Regions from separate parts of the Mus musculus genome. Here region 2 is linked to region 1. The links are chromatin contacts, called in public Hi-C maps. All regions are on one chromosome and are shown on one strand. The core of a region is the stretch at or near the end of the contact, and the rest is flanking DNA. Distances in the headings are between cores, read along the strand shown.

Region 1 (6,371 bases), core at 483-2,982:
AAGCAGAGCAGGGAGCTTCTACACCAAAAAGACCAAAACGTCAAGAAACTAACTCTCTCTCTCTCTCTCTCTCTCTCTCTCTCTCTCTCACACACACACACACACACACACACACCTGAAGGCCTTTCTGTTTTTTAAAGATGAAGTCTTGCTAAGGATAGCCCTCCTGCCTCCAGCTGCAAAGTGTTTTGACTATAACTGTACTAACACAGCTTAAGGCTGCCTTCTTGACACAATCTGCTAGCAATAGCAATAGGGCAGAAAAAGGGTAAGCACCAAGTGCCTTTAAAAACAAACCACATATCTCACCAACTACAGCCAACAATCAGAATAAGCAGAAAAGCTCAACTCCTTTTTTAGACTTAGAGAACATGGATGAAGGATGGAGACCTACAAACCCTCTGCATGGAGCCTACATCCCTACCCACTCTCCTTTCCTCCTCAGCTCTGCCTCTGGCCCTATCTCCAGAGAAATTCTGCTCAACAGCTGTGTACTGAGGGGTGGAATGTTCTTAGAAAACAGACTACTAAGGGACAAACACAGTGATTCATCTACTCCCATCCCCAGGTTCTCGGGGTACTTGCCAAAACCATGTTACCATGGTTGAGAGTCATGGTTGAAAGTCCAGAAAGAGACCTAAGCCCAAACAGGCCTGCATTTGGATCAAACTCACTGCCAATCTGGGTGGAAGTGGAACATGGAGCCTGCCCAGAGAGACAGTTTTGTTTGTTGAGACAGTCTTGATCTGGTCTCAAATTTGCGATCCTTCTGCTTTAGCCTTATAAGTACTACAATTATAAACAAATACCCAATCCCCTGGCTAAGCTCGTTGGATCTCCAGGCTTTCCCCACCAGTATGGGTAGGATTATCTTCCCAAATAAGAAACCAAGTACTCTGTATTCAGATGATATGCTAACCATTAAGCCAGATGTCCCCCTCTAAGACTAAGATTCTACCTCTGCTCCCATTCTAAGTCCCCATCATGGAACTTTATGGGCCTGAGGCTCACCACCCAACAATGTGATGGTCTACTCACTAGCCCCTCGGTTTCCTCTGTTGTCCTCTGGAAATGTGTAGCCAGGACCATATAATCTCGCATCTGCTTGTGACACTCAGGACATTTGGTTCCATACCGGATGAGCCTCACTGGGTCTGGATAAAGTGGCAAGGCTGGAATTACAGAGCTGGCATTGTCCAAAGTGGGGCTGGGTTTGGGGGAGGAAGAAGCGGCTGGGGTTGCTGGTGCAGTGGAGTTCACGGGAGCCGCCACAAACATCTGGTCCGCAGAGATGGGCTTCACAAGCAGCTGAGAGCACTGCATGACAAGTCCCTTGCTCTTGTGGTCACGGGCATGCCGAAGCAGACTGCACTTGTTGAAGAAGAGCAGTGTCTTAGAGCACAGTGTGCACAGCACCTCAATGTGGACACTGCGCCGGCTATAGTGCTGGCTCAGGCTCTTCTCTAAGGCAAACGCGTCTCCGCACTCCAGGCAGCAGTACCCACTGGCCGGCACGTGGATTCTGCTGTCTGCAGGTGGGCTGAGATTTGGCGCATAGAGGGGCACAGGGTTAGAGCTGTGAAGGACCTTGTTGAAGACCTCCACAATTAGAGGGGCGGCCTTTTTCACCTGGTGGACCAGGGGCACTGTCATTTGCGTGACCTGAGGCTGGCTCCGTCTCTGTGCTGAGGACTTGGCAGTCACAGATGCGGCAACACTGTGGGGGACCAAGTTCAAGTTGGCCAAGTGCACAGCTTTGGGCAAGAGACTGGCAGCGGGGGTTGATGCCTGAGGTGCTGTGCTCTGTTGCTTCTTGCTTGCCTGTGAGTTCAGGGCAGATCCTTTTGGGACCCTGGACCCAGAGATGCGGCAGGGAGATGAAGAGTCACTGGTTTTGATCATATTCTCATCCCCTTTTCTGTCACCCTGGGGGCTCCCTGAATGTATGCCTGCCTCAGAAAAGTGCTCTTCCACAGGCATGGCTGTGCCTTCATCCCCTGGTGCCTCACTTGGAGCCTCAGTGATTGTGCTCCCTGCAGGGGACTCAGCAGGGGACTTGCTTGGATCATCAGGGTCTGGCAGGATCCTGGTAACCGTCCGTTTGATTTCCCCCGATGATGTCTTAATTGTTTTGATTCTGACTTTGGGAATTGCTGGTGGGGAGCTGGCAGCCACAGAAGGAGACCCTTTGCTGCTGCTGTCACTGCAGATGCTCCGAGGGCTATCAGATGGCTTGATACTTTTTCTAGTGGCCTCTAGAGGGCTCCGGGGACTCTTTGGTGACTTGGGCATTTTGGGGCTGCCTTTAGAACCCTCTTTAGTGGGCCCTGAGGAATCCTTTGTGTGACCAGGCTGATCCTCTTTGGTGACATTGGCCACCCTTTTGGCCTGTAAGGCCACCAAGGCTGCAACACAAGAGGATAACTTGGAATGGGCTGGCTTCAGACGCTGCCTAGGAGGGACAGAGGAGCAAGCACTAAGCTCTGGAGCAAGCTTCTTGGGCTCTCCAATACTGTTGCTAGGGTGACTATTGAACTCTAAAGCTTCCCCAAAGAACCGACTGGAATCCAGATCTTTGTGAGGCTCCACCACCTTCTGCCCACCCTGCTCATGCTCCTGCTGGCTCTCTAAAGGCAAGGGTTCTGGTTTAGGTTCTTTCTTACAAAAGTGATCAAACATGTGTAGTTCCGGGACTGGGAATTTTGACAGAGCTTCCAGGACTGGGCCTCCCACAGTCCCAGGAGGAGGTGGGAAATAACTGTCAGAGTGCTTGGACTTTATCCCAAACCCATTATCTTTGACAGGATCCTCAGGCTCTGGGCTAGAGATTGGGCTGAACTGGTTGAAGGTGGGTAATGGCTCCGACTTGGAAGGCTCTAGCTTGCTTGTGAAACTCCTAGCACTGTCTCCATTTATAAAAGTAGAATCAAACTTCCCACAGTGGTGGGAGTCTGGGGGCAGGTCTGAGCCCCGGAATCCATTATGTAGGAGACTGGGAGCAATGTGGTCTTTCTCTGCTTCAAACGACTCTTGGCGGCTGGTGTTCTTGACAATGACACTCACGGCTGGCACATCTGGGGCTGATCCTGAGTGCGACAAGGACACATTCTCATCGATACACATGCCTGAAGACTTCAGGGGACTCTCATTCTCCTCACTGGGAGCCTGGATGGCCTCCTTTGCATCAAGACTTGTGGGATCTGGGATGTCAAAGGCAGCCAGGAGATCATCAAAATCTGGAGTTTTCATATCCCCCATGGCTGGATGCTGACAAGTACTACAAGAAAAACAAAGAACAGAGTCAATTACCAGCAGGGCCTCTCTGAATTGTCTTATAGCATCTGTATTGAACACTCATCATACTAATACATATATGCAGCGGGCTCACTCCTGCAGAACCCCACCTTCTACGATAAGAAGTCACATACCTGAGTTTTACTCTAAGGTTTCTAGCCTGCTGAAAAGTAGAAAAGGCTAAAAGAGAAGCTTACATGTAGTGACAAACTTGCCTGGACAGTCTTAATTTCTGGGTGGCCCCACAACCAAAAGAAAGAGAGGATGCCTTGCTATCCAATAGGACCATACCCCACAGGTCTCCTTATCACCCCTGCCCTCACAACCTATATCTAACTAGCACATGTTCCCCTTCTAGGTGGCTCACATATTTCACACATACAAATATTAGAAATAAATGGTGCCTAGAGTTATCTGCAGCTGCTGCCAAGAGGATCTTTACTGAATGTATATGTATAGATTCTCATACTTATATACATTCTCTCTCTTCTCCCTTTCCTCCTCTTTCCATGCTTCTTCTTCTCCTCCTCCTCCTCCTCTTCTTCTTCCTCCTCCTCTTCCTCCCTCCCTCCCTCTTTCTCTTCCTCTGTCTTGTCCTCCTCCTCCTCTTTCTTTTGATTTTTGAGACAGGATCTCGCTCTCTAGCACTGGCTGTCCTGGAACTCAATATGTAAACTAGGCTGTCCTTGAATTCACAAAGATCCACCTGTCTCTGTCTCCCAAATGCAGGAACCAAAGGTGTGCTCCACCACACCCAGCTGCTGCTGCTTCTATTAAAACCTCTTTTAAAACATTTTTTAAGTATATGAATGTTTTGCTCACATGTCCATCTGCACAGCATGTGTGAGCCTAGTGCCTCTGTCCGTAAGAAGGGGGCAGACACCAGATCCCGTTATGGAAGGTTGTGGACCACTATGTGAATGCTTGGAATCAACTGAGATCCTTTGCAAGAACAAGTGCCAGTAGCTGCTGAGCCATCTCTACAGCTTGCTTAACAAAGACAATAAGATAGAAATAGAAAATATCATAAGATAAAGCTATACCATCTATAGTCTTAGAGAACTGACCTCAAGGCTGAGGGGATGGATCCTTCTATCTGGCTGCCTGCATCTAGAGACTCCAGGACCACAGTAAGTGGGAGGGTCATGTGAGGCAGGAAGATCAGAAGGTCAAGGTTATCCTTTCTTACATAGAAGATTCAAGGCCTAGACTAATACCTAGGAGAATGGGTAAATATTTGACTATTACTTAATCAACAAAACATGGTTGATAATCTACATAGCAACAAAGAAAATTATCTGTAACTGAAAAAAGACTAATGCAAAAGTATCATCACATGATAACAATATATTATAACATTAAGTATTTGTTGAAGCTATCATTGAAAAGAAAACTGTTTAGGGTAATGAAATTACTAACAAGTTATTTTAGTTAGTGAACATCTGCTGCACTAATAAGTTCCTTCTATAAAATTTAAAAAGAAGAGAAAAAGAAGAGAGGGACTAGAACCACAAGGGAGGCAGGCAGCATGATCTGTTACCAGGCCCTGATATCAACAGGTTTGCAGGTTTGCTTTTTCACATCACAACCACCCACACTCCAAACCTCCACAAAGCATATCTCCCTGCCTAGGAGTTCTCATGGAAATGAAGAAAGTATATTCCCTACCCTTGGGAAGATATCCAGTTATGGATAAATAAAATAGCAATTATTTAATCAGGGTCAGCAGACTGCCTCACTGGAATGAGATTAAAGTTTTCAATTGAACAGATATTTGTCTCCTGGACTAGGTGCTGGAGTCCTTAAACAACAGGCAGATCCCAGCATCCGACTGCCAAGCGAACTGATGTGCAGGGCAGCATAACTACGAAGAAATGCTTTGGGACCTTTGCTTCAGACGCTTCCTCCCTCCATTTCTTCCTGCCTTTCAATGCCTAAGGGGAGAAAGCTGAAGAAAGGTGGGACCGATTGGTCCTGCAGTGCTGGGGAAAAGCACACAATGGTCGGGAGTAAACCATTTGCTGGAGCCCAGTGTCCTTCAGAAAAGGACAAGGGTTTGATGAAGAGTTATTACATCAGAGTAAGTAATATTCTCTATAACTTTAATTTTTTAATGGCAATTTTTTGTGGTTTTATTTATTTATTTATTTATTTATTTATTTATTTATTTATTGGTTGTTTTGTTTTGTTTTGTTTTTCAAGACAGGGTTTCTCTGTGTAGCCCTGGCTGTCCTGGAACTCACTCTGTAGACCAGGCTGACCTTGAACTCAGAAATCCACCTGCTTCTGCCTCCCAAGTGCTGGGATTAAAGGTGTGTGCCACCACGCCCGACTTTAATGACTATTTTTAATGATGGTTTTGAAACACTAACTTTTAGTCCACCACCCACTAAAGGTAGTGGAAAAGAAAGGATACAGGAAAGGTAGACCTGTTTAGAAATGGTTCTTTGAAACAACTCCAGTCTGTGTTGTCTGAAAATTGGCAGTTTAGTTCACAGGTTAGCAGCAGCAGCTCGATCCACTCGTAAACACTTAACTGAAATATTAGCAGTCCAGTTTGGTAGAGTGGGGTTAGCACCAACGGTGGCAAGACCTAGCAGGAATAGCCAGGCCTCAGCCTCGGCTAGAGTCAGCAGGAGGGACCAGCGCCAATAAGAACGCCAGGAAAGTTCTCTGCTCTGCCTCCCTTCACTGAGGGAGCACAGATCAGTGAAGACGTGAGAGCGACAAGCGTCCGCTACCTAAGTAAGCCAGGATCCGCCCCCCATGTTTGTCCTTTTCATATTCCCCCTTGTCTCAGCATGTGACTTGTTTCGGCTGACTTCACTCTGCCAATCAACCCGAGTCCAAGGAAGTAGTAAGAAACTGTAGCACACCACCAAAGGTTTTTTGGTATGTTTTTACAAACATAGTTCAACTATGTAATGTAAGGTAGAACAATATGTGCCTGTTGATAGCAAAGAATCTTTCATCATATGTCCTTCTGCATGCTTGTTTTAGTAAAACATCATTTTACCTGTCTGTGTTAGTGAAACATTCTTTCACAAGTGTCTTAGCCTTTCATCTGAGTCCATTCT
Region 2 (6,900 bases), core at 4,001-6,500, 150 kb before region 1:
GCACAGAAAGAGAAATAGGAAGGAAGTGGGGTCCTGATTCTTCTCCACTGAAGTAGCTCCCCAGTGAACTCACCTCTTACTTCCCACTAGGCCCCATCTCCGCCATCTCACAGGCTGAGGACCAACAGCCTCCCCCCCCCCCCCCAATATTTTACCTTCAGGAAAATACTCTAAATCCAACTCTAGCAATCTATTTCCAAATAAGGCTGCACTCACACATGCTGGGGATCTGTGCTCCAGCTCTGGGGGGAGGGGCGACAACACACCAACCACTACAATATCACACTTAGTCATGATGTCTCCCTAGGTTCCACTGGGCAGGTTTTCCTTGTGGGCGAAGGCTCTGACAGTTCTGTGGCATCGTGGTTAGATATTTTGTAGATTATGTCATGGTTTGAGTTTGTTCAATGTTTTCCTCCTGTTTAGACTGAGGTTGTAGGTTGAGGGAGGGAGACCACAGAGGGGCAGGGCGCTGCCTCCGGAGAGGCACCTCCCCACCCCCTCACTGGTGTTAACCATACCCAGGAGGCCTCTCTCCTGCAAACTTCCCTTCTTACCTCCTCTGCCTCCATGCCATGTTCCTTGGAACCACTTCTAACAGTCGCCCACACTAGGGACGGGAGTCACGCTACTGTCCCCACAAGGCGTATTTGTATCGATTATTCAGACTTCTATTGTCCTCAAAACATTCTCGCACAAGAAAGCGGCTTCCACTCAGTTAGCAGGAGTGCCTGCCCTGCAGTCACAGAGCCTCTGATCTTCAGAACCACAGAAACTGGGTCTGGTGGTACACACTTATGATCTCATCGCTCAGGAGGTGGAGGCAGGAGGATCAGAAATTCAACTTCATCTTTGGCTACATAGGAAGCTTGAGGCCAGCACGGTATATATGAAACCCCGTGTCCAAAAGTTAAAAATCGCGCACACACACACACAGTCTGCCTTGTCCCAGCTCTCTGGAGAGAATTTCAAACACAGGCCCAGCCCTGAGCATATAAAAATCTCTGAATAGTTCTAACTAGCTAAAAATACTTTGAGGGCAAAGCTGTGCAAAATGTAAGTCATGGAGCTGAGGGGCTGGCTCCATGGGTGAGGGTGATTGCCACCAAGCCTGACAACCTGAGTTTGTTCTCTGGAACCCACACTGTAGAAGAAGAAGAAGACAAAGAAGAAAACCCACTCCACAGGTCATCCTCAGACCTCTATATGCATGCTGTAGTGCGTGCAGACTCCCACAGAAATACATAGTTTTAAAATGGAAATACGGTAGGCTATGGATTAGTAGTTTCATATCTGTAATAATGTAGGTACAGAAATTGGGCGTAACAATGCAGACAATTTCATGACAATTTAAAAAGTAGGTTTATTAACTCCAACAGTTAAGAATTGAGGCTTTTTAACATAATTGTGGCCTGGGCTGGGGAGATGGCTCAGTGATTGAACTGCTTGTGGTACAAATCTGAGGCCCTGAATTCAAACCCCAGAGCTATAGAAAGGGCGAGCCAATAGCTCACACATCTATAACCACAGCACTGCTAATGGAATACTGGAAGCAGAGACAGGAGGATCCTTCAAACCCCAGCCCAGCCCACCCTGTATCCTACATTAAAACACAACAGAGAGACATCACCTCAAATAAGGTAGCAAGCAAGGACACCTGAGGTTGTCCTCGGACTCTGCCAAAGCTCTGGCATGCACATACACGCAGATGCAGGCATGCGTATGTGCACGTGTGTGAACACACACACCCAGGATAAAAAGAAAAATAACCTAGTCATGTACAGTTCACCCTCTGCATCTGTGTTTTCTATCCCCGTGGATTCAAACAACTGTAGATTGAAAATATTCTAAAAGGCAAAACTACAAGGAATGGGGGGGGGGGGGTGGCGGGTAATTGCATGTGTACTGAGCACACACCTCTTTCTCTTGTCATGAGTCCCTAAATGACGCAGTATCACACCCGTTTACACACACCTATATTGTGTTACATATTATAACTGACCTAGAGCAGGATATATGTAGGCTATATGCAAATGCACAGCATTTTATTTTATTTAGTTTAGTGTATTGTTTTTTGAGGTGGTGTCTCATGCCACCCAGGCTGGCCTCAAGCTTGCTGGGCACTGGGATTCCAGGCATGCTCCCACACAGCCAGTCAGCAACATTTTATACAAAGGGTTTGAGCATCTGTAATGTGGGCATCAGCACAGGATCCAGGAACCAATCCCTGACACGCGACCTCGCGTGCCTTTGTTAATAGCTTAGAGTCATCTGTTCTGTTGTCTGCCTAGGAACTTAGTCCAATACCAAGGGTGGAGAAGAAGCATCGCAGGAAGCCATGTTCACCCGGCCAGGTGTGCCTCATACAGACGTGGGTGTTCCCCACTGTCACCTCACCAACACGCCCCTTTGTTCTCTAGATGTGACAGAGAGGCAGCAACGGGCCTCTGTCCCAGCTTTACCACACTGAGTTCTTGCCTGTGCTTTTTCTCCCCAGGGTGTGCTTGTCCTATCTCCCACGTGCAGGCCCTGCCCAGTGTACAAAGCAGGACAGCCCCTCTCTGACCACTCCAGCCTGCTTCAGTCTGCTCAATATAGGGCCACTGACAGGTCTGTCTGGGAGGGCTCTTGCTCATGCTAAGCTGAAGGTGCCCACGGCATTTCTGGTGCACACAGGAGATAGCAAAAGGGGACTGGGCTGCCAGTGTCAACTTTTTGCTAAGATCTCCAAAGTAAGCCATTCATATGGTCATGGGGCAAAGAGGAGTTAATTATCAGACCGCCACAATTTAAAATAATAAATATATTGATTATTACTATATCAACTACAGAAGAACACAGAGCCTACATACTCATGGAAAATATGCAACCACAGTCCCATATTTGATATAAATAAAAAATGTTTTTTTGAATTATTAAATTGGGTTTTAGTAAAACATATTAATAAATACTGTTATCTTGTAGACAATCCAAATATTGCAGCACATTGTACGTTTAAAGGAGATAGCCCTTGATATAAATGGCATTAATTTTAATTTGTAATATAGAAACAGTCTCAAAAAGCATGCCAGGAGCTGGAGAGATAGCTCAGTGGCTAAGAGCACTGGCTGCTCTTCTAGAGGGCCAAGTATAGCAGGTGTGCATTTAGATACCATACACATAAAATTAAGTAAAATAAATAAATAAATAAATAGGCCATGGCACTGGTTCATAGAGGCACACGTGGCACACAGCTGTAACCCCGGCACTTGGGAGGGAAGTGGAGGCAAAGGGTTAGCTCCTCCCACTCCTGCTCTAAGGAAGAATCCAATCCTTCGCCTTCCTACAGGGTCTGGGTCACTGCTGTCCCATCAAGCTGCTCTCAGAGCATAGTAGGTGCATAGTAGGTACTGTGGACTAGGTTCTATCTCCTTAGTCCCTGTGAGGAAGCCTTGGTTCCCAGTGTGAAGTATTTGGAGGTGGGGCTTGTGGATGGCCATTAGGTTCAGATGAGGTCATGAGGGTGGGGCTCTCTTACATCAGTCTCGGTTACAAAATACTATAAACAGAGTGGCTTATAAATGACAAGAATTTATTCCTCACGGGTTTGGGGCCAGAAGTTCAATATCAAGGTGCCACATGGCTGAACTCTCCTGAAGACCCCGTTCTGGCTCTCTGACCCTTCTGACCTCTGACCCTAACCTCACAGCAGGAGAACTCTGCAGTCTCTTTTATAAGGGCTCCATCCTGATGACCTCCCAAGGCCCCATTTCCTAATGTCACCTCAGAGGCCACAGTGTCAGCATCTAAATCTATAGAACACACAATTCATCAGTGTGGCGCAGACAGCTCACCTACAAAGACCCCTATTTTTTGCAGGAAACCCTCTCTGCTTTATACTGCCCTTAATTTCTAGAGTCTGCCAAAATCCCACACCCTTGGTGACAAGGTTTAGCTTATTTTCTTCTAACTGAGGTGAAAAAAGTTTTCTCCTGAAAAGGAGCCTTGAACTGCTTGGTAGCAGGCTCTTATAGCAGTAAGCCTTGTGGTTACGGTGAGAGGAATGCTGGGATTGATTAGCAATGCCTGACATGACTGTTGGACAAGTGAAGGCACCTGTGCCAACCTAGTTTAAAAGCTGTTCTGTTTTTCTCCTTCCTTTTCTGTTGTTGTTGTTCAGTTTGTTTGTTTGTTTGTTTGTTTGTTTGTTTGTTTGAGAGAGGAACTTGTGTAGCCCAGGCTGGCCTTTAGCTTGTTATATGCCTCAATTCCTGGATATTCTTGAATTCCACCTCCCACAAGTAGGTTTTATAGGCAATTGAGTATCAGCAACCATGAATCCTCTAAGAAATATGTCCTGGTGGCCTCATCCTCAAGGGGCACCCAGCTTCTGTGGGAGTAAGAGATGTTAAAGTCCACTGCTCTGTGACTAAGGAGTCCCGGAACCCTGTGTGCAACCCCCGATCAGCAGTACCATCTCCACAGAGAAGAACCAACTCTCAGAGAAGTTGTGATTCATTCCCATAGACCTAAGTCCAGCACCATGCTAGGTACTTTGGAAGAAAACAAAAGCACTGTAATGTCTATGCCCAAGAAGCTGCCATTTTACCAGGAACATCCCTGGCTGTGTAATGAGTTCGCATGGAGCCCAGAGCATCAGGACAAGGACCCAACAGGTAAGAGAGGAAGAGGTGGGGAGCTTGATCTTGGAAAGACAGCTGTGTGTACAGTCAGCAAAGGGTCCTGCTCAAGGGCAGTGGGAGAGGGGTTTGGAGTTTGAATGGAGAGCTGCAGGGGAAATGGCCAGGACTATAGCCATGGGGTACAAGAGCCAAGCCAAGCCTCCATGCTGCAGAGCTAAGGGCCCAGAGGACTGGAACTCAGGTCAGCTATGGGCAAAGAAGGTGCCCTCAGAACAAAGATCTATCGCAGAGCCAAACTGGACCTAACTCATGTGGTAGAACCAGTTTCTGCCACACTGGACTCCAAGTTCCCTCTGCCTCAGGCAAATCTAGTTCTAGCTGGAAGGGAAGGGGGAGGTGGCAGGTAGGGGTGAAGAAATGGGTGCATGAAGTACCCCAAAGCCATTTACTGGAGTAAATGAGCCTTGGGGGTGGCAGCAGCCTGAGCAGAAGAGACAGGGTTGGGAATGGTAGAGACAAACTCCAGAAGCAAGGGCTGGTGTCCTCATTTGCCTTTCCTGCCCTGATAAGAGACTGGCCAAAGCCAACTGGGGGAAGAAAGCGTTTGTTTGTCTTACACGCCCTGATCACAATCCACCGCTGAAGGCAGAGCTCGAGGCCAGAGCTACAGCAGAGGCCATGGAGGAATGCTGCTCACTGGCTTATTCAGCTTGTGCTTTTCTACAACCCATGACCACCTGCCTAGGGTTGGCGCTGCCCACAGTGGGCTGGGCCCTTCCATATTAATTAACAATCAAGAAAATGTTCTGAAGACATTCCTATGGGCCAATCTGATGGTGACAGTTCTTCAGCGAAGGGTCCTTCTTCCCAGGTGACTCTGATTTGTGCTAACAAAGACTAATGAGCACAAATGACCCCTTGTCAACTTGATGCATAAACGTATCACTATTAAAACATAATCTCTAAGGATTTTCTGTCTCCAAGATCTCATGTTAATATTAAGATTGAAATATAAAATACTGTTCAACTCTTGAAAGTCCCACAGTCTTTAAAAATTCTATCATTTATGAGCCGGGCATGGTGGCACACGCCTTTAATCCCAGCACTTGGGAGGCAGAGGCAGGTGGATTTCTGAGTTCGAGGCCAGCCTGGTCTACAAAGTGAGTTCCAGGACAGCCAGGGCTATACAGAGAAACCCTGTCTCAGGAAAAAAAAAAGTTCAATATCTCTTTAAAATACTTCAAGTTGGGGCTGGAGAGATGGGTCACAGGTTAAAGGTACTTTGTGCTCTTGCACAAGACCCGGTCCCCAGCATTGACAGCCCCAGCATTGACAGCTGTCTCTAGTGCCAGTTCCAGTGGATCCAATACCTTCTGACCTCTGAGGGCACTAGACATATTTATAGTACACACAAATACAGGCAGACAAAAACTTGCAAACAAAATAAAAATAGATTATTTTTAAAATACCCTGTGTCAGAGCTAGTAAGATGGCTCAGGGAGTAAAGAGTATGGCACACAAGTCTGATGACCTGGGTTCAGCCCCTTGAGCCCATGTAAAGATGAAAGGAGAAAACGGACTGTACAAGGTTGTCTGCTGACTCCCCCCACCTCCCACTGTATTATATATGTGCCCAGAAACACATATCTTACACACATAGGCGATAAATAAATTTAAATATTCAGAGTCTAACTGTGGACTCCTATAAAATCCAAAATAAATCACATACTTTCTTATTCCAAAAGGGAAGAAACAGGACATGGCTGTAAACAGATCCAAGTCAACCCCAAGTCCAACAGTGTACAAAACTCAATGTCTGACATTTGGGACTCACTCATGATCTTCTGGGCTCCAAAGGGCTTGGGCCATTGTCCCACAGCACCTTCATTAATGGTGTCTTTTAGTCCCATACCATTCCTAGTCTCATGAACTCCTTGTTGCTCTCTGTAACCCCTTCATGCCTTCAGTATGATGTATAAGACTTTTTCACATTGCCACATTCTGCTGCCAGCTTGATGTACAGCCTTGACACTCCAGTAGGCCACAGTGTCACAGCCTCAACGATGCTGGTTTGATAGCTGATTTTTTATGCCATCAGCATTGATTGTCCCAGTAAACTAAAGGTTTCACTTTTTTTTAAAGATTTATTTATATATCTTAAGTACACTGTAGCTGACTTCAGACACACCAGAAGAGGGCATCAGATTTCATTATGGTTGTGAGCCACCATGTGGTTGCTGGGAATTGAACTCAGGACCTTTGGAAAATCAGTCAGTGC

What was found. Hi-C and Micro-C count contacts between places; a contact is called where the count stands out from the background.
Region 2: a Hi-C map of liver shows a contact between it and region 1, with 3 times the contacts expected there. The contact joins two enhancer-like sites. A contact is called at or near these places in 2 of 484 Hi-C or Micro-C datasets (CD4 T cells and liver), 1 of 115 datasets of contacts at active chromatin or transcription factors (embryonic stem cells) and 1 of 9 other capture datasets (adipose tissue).

What each region holds. Positions count from the first base shown.
Region 1 is chr7:81,020,177-81,026,547 of GRCm38.p6, reverse strand. It overlaps Zfp592 (zinc finger protein 592), which reads right to left. Exons shown (of 10, transcript NM_178707.4): 3 at 1,039-3,277. The coding sequence starts at 3,258. Among named protein-coding and RNA genes, the nearest start is that of Zfp592, 30 kb to the right of the region's middle. Within about 2 kb of position 1,732, at least 20 of the 459 cell types and tissues checked have an H3K27ac peak or open chromatin away from gene starts, as enhancers often do. A contact at or near this core is called in liver, where this site is marked.
Region 2 is chr7:81,173,166-81,180,065 of GRCm38.p6, reverse strand. No RefSeq gene overlaps it. Among named protein-coding and RNA genes, the nearest start is that of Gm44968, 30 kb to the left of the region's middle. Within about 2 kb of position 5,250, at least 7 of the 459 cell types and tissues checked have an H3K27ac peak or open chromatin away from gene starts, as enhancers often do. A contact at or near this core is called in liver, where this site is marked.